3 separate regions of the Gossypium hirsutum genome follow, and all the other regions are linked to region 3. Evidence: chromatin contacts called from public Hi-C data. All regions are on one chromosome and are shown on one strand. Each heading gives the region's core, a stretch centred on a gene start, on an enhancer-like site or on the middle of the called end of the contact. The rest is flanking DNA. Distances are from core to core; before and after follow the strand shown. Region 1 has its middle 170 kb from the start of LOC121203633. Region 2 has its middle 140 kb from the start of LOC107942695. Region 3 holds the start of LOC121203633.

The links. Hi-C and Micro-C count contacts between places; a contact is called where the count stands out from the background.
Region 1: a Hi-C map of leaf shows a contact between it and region 3, with 2.2 times the contacts expected there. The contact joins the enhancer-like site here to the promoter of LOC121203633 in region 3. A contact is called at or near these places in 4 of 34 Hi-C or Micro-C datasets (hypocotyl and leaf).
Region 2: a Hi-C map of leaf shows a contact between it and region 3, with 4 times the contacts expected there. The contact joins the enhancer-like site here to the promoter of LOC121203633 in region 3. A contact is called at or near these places in 3 of 34 Hi-C or Micro-C datasets (all in leaf).

What each region holds. Positions count from the first base shown.
Region 1 is chrA04:22,088,566-22,092,426 of Gossypium_hirsutum_v2.1, forward strand. No RefSeq gene overlaps it. Among protein-coding and RNA genes, the nearest start is that of LOC121203633, 170 kb to the right of the region's middle. Within about 2 kb of position 1,941, at least 7 of the 9 cell types and tissues checked have an H3K27ac peak or open chromatin away from gene starts, as enhancers often do. A contact at or near this core is called in leaf, where this site is marked.
Region 2 is chrA04:22,022,548-22,026,159 of Gossypium_hirsutum_v2.1, forward strand. No RefSeq gene overlaps it. Among protein-coding and RNA genes, the nearest start is that of LOC107942695, 140 kb to the left of the region's middle. Within about 2 kb of position 2,009, at least 4 of the 9 cell types and tissues checked have an H3K27ac peak or open chromatin away from gene starts, as enhancers often do. A contact at or near this core is called in leaf, where this site is marked.
Region 3 is chrA04:22,256,592-22,260,639 of Gossypium_hirsutum_v2.1, forward strand. LOC121203633 reads left to right here and starts at 2,323. Exons shown (of 6, transcript XM_041111364.1): 1 at 2,323-2,583; 2 at 2,681-2,731; 3 at 3,717-3,768; 4 at 3,843-3,901. The coding sequence starts at 2,458.

The DNA of each region.
Region 1 (3,861 bases), core at 691-3,190, 170 kb before region 3:
CATCATTAAGACTGAAGATCTCCCTTCAATTTCCATTCAGGGGTTTTGGGTTTTCTTTATGTTTTGTATTCATTATTCTTCTGAGATGTTTTCTTCAATAATTATGAACTAAACCCCCTAAATACCTAAGGGGAATGAAACCTAGGATGAATCTTGTTATTATTATCTGAATTGTATGATAAATGTTTGACTTATTCTTAATTATGTGTTCTTAATTCTTGTTTTAATATTCCAGGATATTGATTCGAGTTAATGCTCTTATTCAGAGGAGGAATAGACCCTGTCTAAGAGTAAATTTGTCATAATTAAGCGGAGTTGATTCCATGCCTAGAGATAGGGTGATAAGATTTTGCCAAATTAGGGTGAAACCTAGTAAGGGGATCCATAGATCAAGTTAATGCAACACTACGTGTTAATTAGGAAGAGATTTCAATTAATCAACCTAGGGTTAGACGTTATTAGTCTTGAGAGAGATAATAATATATCTTAGGTATTTCTACGGATCAAGTCAAATGAATAAATCATCTGATTCAAAGTCAAATAACAAGTGAAGTCTAGGTGGATTTTTCCTTAGTTATTGTCCTAATCAATCGAATTTTCCTAAAAGCTTTTCCCCAATTTCTCTCTATGCACTCTTAGTTTAGTTAATTAATTTAGATAAATAAATCCCTTAATTTTTAGGCTAGATAATAAAAAGAAAGTAATTACTAGTACTCTTGGTTCCTTTGGGTTCGATAATCCGGTCTTGCTAAAGCTATACTACTATTCGATAGGTACACTTGTCTTCATCGTGATAATAGTTAGTTTCAAGAATGCTTAAGTATAAATTTTTAAAACCTGTCGCGAATATCATGTGTCAAGGATTGCTAGTAACTATTTGCCTACTTTCGGTAACCTTCATTATAGATGCTTGATGGGATCAACTACTTGTCAAAGATGTCAACATAGAGGGGAAACACGGAAGCATATATTGAGGGAGTGTCCTTCAGCAAAAGAGACACGGGAAAGCTTAAGGGTTTTTTCGCCTAACACAAAAGCAAGTACAGATTTCAATGAGTGGTTTAAAAAATTGTTCCAATCCTATTCATTGGCTAAGTGTAGGTTGATAGCATGCACTATGTGGGCTTTATGGACATCAAGAAACAGATTCATTCATGAAGGAGTTTCTACTTCTGGTTCTCAAAATGCAGATTATGTTAAAAACTCCCGAAAAGAACTTGATGGAGTGAAAACGGACTTACCAGCGAGGCCGATTCTTACTGACAGATGGGTTGCTCCGACTGGACCGAGGGTAAAAATCAATTTTGGCGCTACTTTTAACAAACAGAGGAATGGGTCATGTTTTGGAATGGTAGTAAGAAATGAAAAAGGAGATGTGATTTGCTCTAAAATAGTGTTTTATTCAAGTTTACCTTCTGTTTTTACTGCAGAAGCGTTGGCGGGTTTCTGGGCGATTCATCTCGGTTTATTCCTTCAGTTAAGAGAGGTTGAAATTGAAGGGGACTCTCGTTCAGTCATCTGCAAATTGCAAGAGCAAAAGGATGATAGATTAGAGATCGCAGGTATTATAAAAGACTCTAAAAAACTGAGCTATGGTTTTGTCTTTTGTATTTTTCATTTTACCCATCGCGAATCAAACCAAGTTGCTCACTTTATTACTATCGAGGGTCTTAAGAAAAGAGAAAACTCTTATCTGGCGAATATGGTCTTTTCTGGCGCGGAGGATGCGATGCTTGCTGATCGGAGGGGACTGGAGTTCAGGTGAAAATGAAGAGCTGCTTGTGTGGTGATTTTGGATTTGGAAAATGAAGGGTTAAGGGTTGTGCTGTTTTTTTTCCTTTTTTCTTCGGCGATTTTGATTGATGTTGATGCTTATTCAGGGCAAGTAATGATGAAGCAACGTTTTCCAATAAATTTTGTTGTTTTTGATGTGGGATTCCAATTTGGATAATAACAGGATGGAAATATCTGGAGTCCCCCCACCTGTTGAGCTAGATCTTTTGCTGATGGGCTGCTATGTATTGTTCTTTTGTTTTGTTTTTTATGTTTTGATTTTGGGCTTGGTTTCCTTGAACAGCCTTTTGTTTTTGTTTTTCCATTTTGTTCTGTTTTTGGGGCTTCTCTTATAAAATGATCTAGATGTTCTCTTTCAAAAAAAAAAAGACTTCAACAAAAGAAATCTTTCCAAAATTGTTTTCCTTGTTAGAGAATTTTACCACTCATCCAATAAACATGTTAAATTAAGCATTTATTATCGTTTCAAAAAAATAATTGTTTTGATATAACAAAGACTATTTTTACTCATAACCTCTATTTAAATTTTAAATCGGAAAAAAAAAACGTATTTAAATATGTTCATATTTACATATTTTTAATTACTACATTAGCAATGATGTCAACTGAACTAATGTAAGAATTATTTTGTTACAATGGCATTGAAGAATTTTCATTTTTATTTCTACCGCAATATTCACACCATTTATTCAATTGGTATCTACATTGTTGTTAATGCAGGAGGTCGTAGATTTGAGTGCGTTAAAGCTAGACCTGCTCATAGGTCAGGCTACCCGACCATGCTCGAAGGCCAGCCCGAAATGTGGGAGGGTATGGGCAAAAATATAGTCCCGAAAAATAGGTTTGGACAAAAAAATAAGGCCCGTTTAAAAAATGGGCTAGGCCTCGGGTAGGGTATTTTTGGGCTGGGCCCAGCCTGAATTCACTAAATGACAAAAAAATCTGATATTTTTTTTTTGTTTTTGAATGTTATTTTCTGTTTGATTTCTCCCTATTTTGCTACCATATTACTATTAGTTACTACTATTTTATTGTTATTGTTTGGATATTGTATAAAATTTATTTTATTATTAATTTTGTTATTATTTTAAAGGCATTTGTTAATTTTGTTATTATTTTAGAAGTATTTGCTTGTTAAGTTGCATCTATCTTAGTGCTATTTAAGTCTACATATTTTTTAAAATTTATTTTCAATTTGTTGGAAAATATTTATTTTAAAATTTTTTGGTATTTTTAGTATTATATATATTTAAAAATTATATAAAATAATATAAAAATAAATACAGGCGGGCCGAGCCGGGCCTAGTTGTAGTATTTTTATTTGGGTCGGGCTTGAACAAAATTTTAGGCCCATTTTTTGGGCCCAACCCGGCCCGAGCCCAATGAATGAGCCTAAATTTTTAGTTGAGCCCGGCCCGAACTCGGCCCGACCTGGCCCATGAGCACCTCTAATTGAAGCACATTATCTTCCTATTTAAGAGTTAAGGAAGTATCATGAATAATTATATACGTAAAACTTTACCAAGGATTCCAAAAAGGCTTTTCTACCTTGAGCTCTAGTGATGATGGAGATATGTATTTACCGAAAACCTCGGAATCGGATCGATAATCGGTGATGACAAGTGTTGAGAATAAGGTGACGATGGTGAAGTTTTTCAGCATTAAGTCGACCATTGTTGATTGGAACATTCGCAGGCTCAAAGAGTTCAAAATCTAAATGGTTTTTTTAAGACTTCAAATAAACCTAATTTTGTTCAAATTATATAATACAAAAATCACCAGCCACTGAGATTCAATGTGTCAGTTTTTTGCTGTTCTTCATTTACCTTTTATTTCTCAATATATAGATTCTGTTTAATTATTTTTCCATTTCGATAACAAATGAAAATAAACAAAAAGGAAAGCAATTTAAGTTCAATTTTAAGACAGATCTCCCAGAAATCTTTCTTCTTTTGGCTGTTTTAATAGAACATCCACTATTTAAAATGTTATAATGATGTTGCAAAAATATTTTGATTATCAGTTTCTTAGCTGAAGCTTATATGTAAATTTTTTTTTTGGTGAAGC
Region 2 (3,612 bases), core at 759-3,258, 230 kb before region 3:
TTCCCTAAATATAGGGAAAAAATAGCATTTTGGGATTGTGGTATTTAAAGTTAATTTTGACATTCCCTTCTTAAAACCCTTAAAATATTTTCAATGATTAATCAAATTAATTGCCACCTGGTTGTTACTCTTTAGGATAAATTTTGGAAAGTCTCCCCGCCAGGCTAAATTTAAGTCTTCAAAAATTAACAGCAACTCAGTATTGAGCACTGAACTTGCTCCAACTTATCTGCTAAAACCCCATATTCATTCACCTCTGTAAATTTCATTATCTTATAAAAAATTTTCCTTATATGGAATTGGAAATAAAAATCTGAAAAACTCAGATTTTACGTCAGATTTTACGCCATGGGACTTGATTATCTTGCCATTTTTAAAACACCCTCAGCTTATAAAATACCGAACCATCTCCTTTCCTTCTTCATTTTATAGTAACACTATTGATTGATTCTGAAATCTGAAGGATGGCTAACCTTTCTTACAACATTGTCACTGTCCCCTTGTGTGTTTTCGTGGGTTAATTTAATTTTTTACCTTCAAATGCATGTTATGGTATTTAATATAATAACTGGTGTTGTAATATTGACCAAATTTATTGCAGTTGCATCGATGATGGGTGAAGAAATAGGACGAGAGATTTGCCATGATGTTCTAGCTGCCCCCGGTGATGGAAAGTGTGACCCTCAAAGTTGCAAACATAAGTGTGCTTCCAAATGGAATGGCGCCGGATTTTGTGTTCAATCTTATGCAAATCTTCATTCTTGTAATTGTTCTTGGCCTTGCGGCGGCAAGGAATGAAAACTTGCACAAGTTTTAATGCCCAAGTTTATCCACACCCAATTGTTTCCTTTTTTCTTTCTATTTTTATATGGTAAATAAAGCAATAATTTGCTCCTTAAATTGCCCAGCCTTGAAAAGACCTGAAAAGTGATAACCATACGCAGACATTTGTGCACTCATGTTTCATAGGCCGCTCAAAACATGGTTAAAATCGAAAAAGGTAATGCTGAATAATATGCCGAATCTGTAAATGGTTTCAACACTTTATAATTTGTCGAAATCTAACCTGAAAACAACAAAGATGGCAGAAGCTAACCACACCAGTATATGTGGGATAACAAATATTCTCTCTGCAGTCTCCCAGACCAGCACCAGCGGGTGTCTTGGAACATGCTTGGATCCATCTACTCTTTTGGATCCTTGCTTCATTCATCCCAAGTGCAGTCTTGACAGAGCCAAACTCAGCTGTTCAGATGAGAACGACCAAAGAAGCTTTTATCATTACCTAGTAAGAAAAAGGGAAGCTTATGTCTCAATTTCCCTCTTGGAAATTTTGATGGTCCAATTTCCGTATCCACCTTTTTGTTGTAACAAGATTTTTAACTTGTTTCCGTAACATTACAACTATGTTTTTGGGTTTGCGGTTTTGACCTTTAACGTGTTTAAATGTTGAGTTAGGCAACAAATATAGTTATTTAATGTAAAAAGGAACTAGATATTAGATTGATAAAGTCCAATTATCAGAAGGAACTTTGAAAAAAAATGTAGAGTGGAAATCTCCATGACTCTATCTAGCTAAGTTTAGGTCTTTTTAGATGAGCAGTGTATTTATTTGCGATTAGTGTAAAAATAACAGTAGCGATGAAATTAGATACTGTAGCAATATTGTGACATGAGACAAAAAAAATTAAACGCACTGCACTAGAGTAATCGTCCATCCAAAGGGACGTTAAATAAATGAGATAAGATTTTGAATTTAGAGGAGTTGGACAAAGGAATGTAACACTACTTTCTGAAGGGTCTGGCAAACAGATCCCTTGTTCGAGAGCGCACACCGTGACCAGCGGGCATTTTTTTTTTTACAGGTCTCTTAGCTTAGGTTTCCTTTTCTTGAAGAAGTAGCAGCTAGGGTTTCTTTTTCTTTCGGCTTTTTGGGCCATTTTTTCCGTTCTAGTTCTGTGTTTGGGCTTTTGTTCCTATTTTAGCTTATTATATACCAAAGGACAATTATTGTCGATCAGAGCCCAGAGGCCAAAGCTGGTCACGTTGTTTGAGACTATCTTGGCATCTAAGCCCATCCAATCTGGATTATTTCAGGTTTTATCATTTTAGATTCGTTACAAATTTAATTATGATTGATTTCTTTTGATTTTTTTATGTTATTTTTACTATTTATATTTAAGGTTTGTAATTATTTCTCTAAATAATTATATTTTTAAGATTTGAATTTATGTTTTTTTAGTACAACATACATTATCCCTATATCCAATATTTATTGATAAATATATTAAATATTTTTATAATGAAAATGAGTTGGATTAATATTTGAATTATATGATTGCTATCTGGGGTTTGCCTCAAGAGAGCAACATATTGCCAAAACGTGATAATGTTAGAAGGCAAAATATTAATATAAGTCTCGCTTATTGGGCAATTTTTGTAACGTGGGAGCTTGCCATGATATTTGATTCTTTTCAAAATCGTAAATTCTGTAATTTTATATGGTTTTTGGTTTGTGGTTTTTTGAAATGTGATTATTGGGAAAGTTATTTTGTAATATTTGATATACATTAAAAAATATTGATTAAAATCTTTAAAAAGTTGCATTATTACATTTAATTCATTAAATAATTTCTTAAGAATGTAATAATATTTTATAAATTTACCATTATTAAATAAAAATAATATTTATGTATTTAATATTTCACAATATATTTTATGTGCAACATTTGGTATTCATTGTATTTTTTAAATGTAATAATACATATATAAAATTTGTTTTAGAATGAATACTCTAATGCAATTGAGATTTCAATGATATATCCAAAGGAAAAAAAGGAAAAAAATAAAAAATATATATAATATGTAAACAATATACCATGTACGTGATTAAATATACATACTAAAAATAAAATTAGAAAAAGAATTTACTTTTGAAGAATCAGTTGAAATAATAAGAGAGTTGATAGTGGAAATAAGGTAATTGTATCTTTCTTCTTTTTTTCTTTTTTTACGTTTAATAGATTAATACCCTCTTTAATATATTTTTAGCTTTTCAATCTATATAGGAAAGTAACTTTTCATATTTTATCATGGGAGTCATTACCATATTTATGGAAAAGTAATTCTCAAGCAGAAGTTAAGTTTCAAAGAAATAATTTTTTAATATACTGAATGTTTCAATTGATTAAATTTTTAAAAAAATTATTACTTTCAATAATGCTAAACGCTATTTTAAGATTTTGTTTCTCCAACAACATATAATTTTTGAAAAAAATTCATAAAAACAATAAATAAGAACAAATAAATAATAATAGAAACATAAATAACAAAATTAAATGGATTGAATGAGTTTTACAGCTTTCTTTTGCCGTTATATGGTACTAGTGGAACCGCTAATTGAATTGAGTAAGTTCAGTTTTGATGGCTATGGGTGTGGATGTAATTTTGCTCATGTTGTGGCAGAGTTATCATATATTAACATTGACTCCAATGGTCCAGATTTAAGCCTTGTGTAACTCATTCCCTTCTCTTAAACTTGTAATTGCAATATATATAATTGTGATTAATTGCAATAAAAAGAATTTAAAATACAAAATAATAATTATAACA
Region 3 (4,048 bases), core at 1,073-3,572:
CTGTACATGATAGTATATGTGGTATGTGAAGTATATTTGAATAAATGTGAAAGTGTATATATGTGATAAGACCTAATGGCCGATGTGATGAATGTGAAAGTGTATATATGTGATAAGGCCGAATGGCCAATGTGATGAATGTGAAAGTGTATATATATGTGATAAGGCCTAATGGCCGATGTGATGAATGTGAAAGTGTATATATGTGATAAGGCCTAATAGCCGATGTGATGAATGTGAAAGTGTATATATGTGATAAGGCCTAATGGCCGATGTGATGAATGTGAAAGTGTATATATGTGATAAGGCCTAATAGCCGATGGGATGAATGTGAAAGTGTATATATGTGATAAGGCCTAATGGCCGATGTGATGAATGTGAAAGTGTATATATGTGATAAGGCCTAATAGCCGATGCGATGAATGTGAAAGTGTATATATGTGATAAGGCCTAATGGCCGATGTGATGAATGTGAAAGTGTATATATGTGATAGGGCCGAGTGGCCAACGTGATGGATGTGAAAGTGTATAAATGTGATAAGTCCCGAAGGGCATTTATGTCAGTACTATATCCGGGTTAAAACCCCGCAGGCTTTATGCGAGAATATTATCACTGATTAATGTCCGTAGGCTTCGTGCTCGTACTATATCCGAGCTCTAAAGACCCGATGACTACGTGTGGAGATTTTGTCCAGGTAAGCCCCGAACTAAAGGTTTTGCTGAAGATTCAAGTAAAGCGTAAGATTATATAACTTCACAGTAACAATTGGTAATAAATACGTTCAACGCGTTAAGTTGGTCAGGTATGTATTTTGAGATTATATTTAAGTTTGATTTAGACTAAATCAAGAGGTCGTTATGTGATGCACATGTGAGTAAAGCAATAAGACTGTTCTATGATTATTGTGCATTTGGTCAATGTGGAAAGTCAAAAAAATATATATGTAATGTACCTATGATCATAAGAGGTCACTATCAAGTGAGAATTTATCTGCCTATTATATATGATGAGATGTGCATATTCGGTAAAGGGATGGTATGCCCGAAGGAAGAGTGAAATAAAAATACGAACAACTATGTTATAATTTGATTGTTATCTGTTGACACTGCTTAAAACTTACTAAGCATTATAATGCTTACTCCGTGTACTTTGTTTCCTCTGTTTTATAGATCTCATTTGGAAGCTACAGGTTCCGGGATCATCAGCAACTAGTCACACTATCACTATCCACTGTTTGGTACTGCTACGTTTTGGATTATCTTATGGCATGTATAGAATAGACTAGTAGTGAGAGGATATTTTGGTTAATGTATATAAGCTATGCGAAAATGGCATCTTTTGAATGTGTACTTATAGAAGTTTAAATTGTATCCCTAACTGTCTTTAGTACTTATCTAAAGGAATGTTCAAAAAAAAATAAAAAATTTACTGTTCTGATATGAGTTTCAAGACTGGTAATGCCCCTTTATCTATTCCGGCGACGGATACGGGATTGGGGTGTTACAATTAATGTGCATGTATAAGTTTTTTAGCTAATGTTTGGTTTGTCACTTTTTGCTGTGGCGATATGAAGCATGTGCATGATCATAAACATAGTCCAGCTTGGAGGATTTTTCATTTTCTGCTTAATATAATAGTTACTTCATTCATATGAAATCTTTATCTGTTTTCGCTGTGTAAAAATTCACTATTTTAACTCTTCTTTCTCCGTTTTTGAACTGCTTCATGTTACATAATTGTTGCCTGTTTAAAATTGGTTTTGATGTATATATATTAGTGTTGAACTGTGGGGTGGGTGGGTTTTTATATCATATTTTAAAGAGAAATAATTCATTTACTAAGTAATTTAATTTTTAATTTTTAAATAGAAGAGGTAAGTTAAAAAAAAATTATAAATTTGCTTAAACAAGATAAAAGAGGCAAGTTAATAATTTTTTTAAGTTTATAGTGTATTTGATATACTATATTTTTTTAAATTTATTTTGTGTAATAAAATATTTTTTTTAAAAAAAATAAGTCGAGTGAAGTTTAATTTGGGTTTAACATATATAATTTAAACTAAATTTAAAAATAAATTTATGTCATTTTTGAGTTAGACTGAGCCTATCAATCAGGCTTAACATTTTGGTCGGGCCTAACTCAGCCCATAAATGGATCTAATTGATGTTGATTCTTTTCTCTAGTACTTTCTCTAGTTTCTCCTCCAAAAATATATAGTAATTGAATAAATTTTTTTTCAAACTTCTAGCCCGATCCGATGACAAAGTAACTGGCCCAAGGAATCTAAATAAACACTTCTCTATGGAAAGAGGTTCGGCCCATATCTTGTCTTTAGATGCAACAAAAAGATCGAAAGAGTTCTGTTCTGTTGTGGGGTTCCTGAGTTTTGTGTTCGTTCGGAGAAATCAGATTGTGAGGAAAAAAGGAAAGAAAAGAGGTTTTGGGAGATTGGAAGAATGGGGACAAGAGAAGTATATGAGGAAAAGCTAAGGAATGGAAATCTGCACCACGATCCAACCATCAACCCTGGCTTAGGTTCCGCTCGTTGTCCTCGTTGCCTTTCTCTCTTACACCCTGATTCCGTAATCCCTTCATCTCTATTCTTCTTTTTTCTTTTTTTCTCAAGGTTTTAACTATTGAATTTTGTTTTTCTTTTATTAATTTGTAATTCTTTTGCAGGACAAAGCTGAATGGACAATTACTTCAGTTTTGGAGGATGCCACTGCAGTGGTCCGTTTCTTTTCTCCCTCTTTTGTTTTACTTGTTGGAAGAAACATAAATAATAACCCCCCAATGCTCTAATTTGTAGTTTAGGGCTACTTGCATGGTATAATTGGCCCTTTTGCTTACTAGAAGTTTCATGGTTTTTTTTATCTTCATCCTGGAAAGCTGTAAACTTTTAGATGAGTTTTCAAAACTATTATATCCTAGCTTAGACTAGTTACCAAGTTTTACCATGATTAACCTTTTATGTCTATTAGGAATATACAGTTTTACTGGCCTCAAATATATATATTCAATCTGGAGATTTCGTGTTTAAATCTTGAGGAGACAGATTTTGGGATTTGTGGGATGTGAGACTGCTACCTCCTCAAGGTGGAGCTCCAATGGTTTATTTTTCTTGGTAACAGAGAAAGAAAAAAAAGACAACTTTAGAATATGAATATATGTTTGTTGGATATATACATATAGTTGACACCCATTCCAATCCTTGTAACATAGGGTTTCTACTGTCAATGCAAGTAGAAACATGCCTTTTGAAGTTTGAAAAAAAAATTGTTTGCGTAACTGAATCATTAGATGCTATCTTCTGATATCATTATCAAATCAATGTATGTGATTTTGATATGTTCGAACACTTAAATAATGTTATTTGTACTGTTAAAGTATGTGCAGTAATTGAGAATTGTAGCACTAGCTCTTTTCAAGTTGTATGTTTCTCAGAGATAGTAAAAAACTACGGTTACTTTTAGTCTAGTCTATTAAGCTGCTTCTTGCTCTAATTCAGTGTGGAATCATTTGGCATTTAGATTCTTATGCCTTTCAAGAACAGCTCAGAGTATGGCAAGATCACCAAATTGAAATCTTGTCCAAAAAATTCACGTTTTGAATGAGATAGTATGGATCACAATCCTAAAGTTACCATAATTTTAAGTTAATGTGCCGAAAGATTGTTGATTATTACAACATTTGTTGCATTTTCTGTTTCAAATAGGCTGGCTCTGGTATCGGGGGAATGCTTAGTGCAGTACATGGCTTTAATACTGGTATTATTGGACTCCGTTTGTCTTCACTGACTTTTACTTTTGTGTGCACATCTCTTACGGTTTTTTATTTTCAGGGATCCCTTTCCTTCAGAATCACATCAAGGGACCTAAGTGGCTCCCTTTTGTAACTGGGGTATGCCATTTCTTTGTTCTAAATTGCATTTCCAATCCTTTCAATCTGCGACAAATCTCAAACATATTTTCCCCTTTTCATGGCTGGTAGAGAACTTTTATTTTTATCTTCTTAAAGCTCACTTAATTTAATTCTATGATCTTTTTT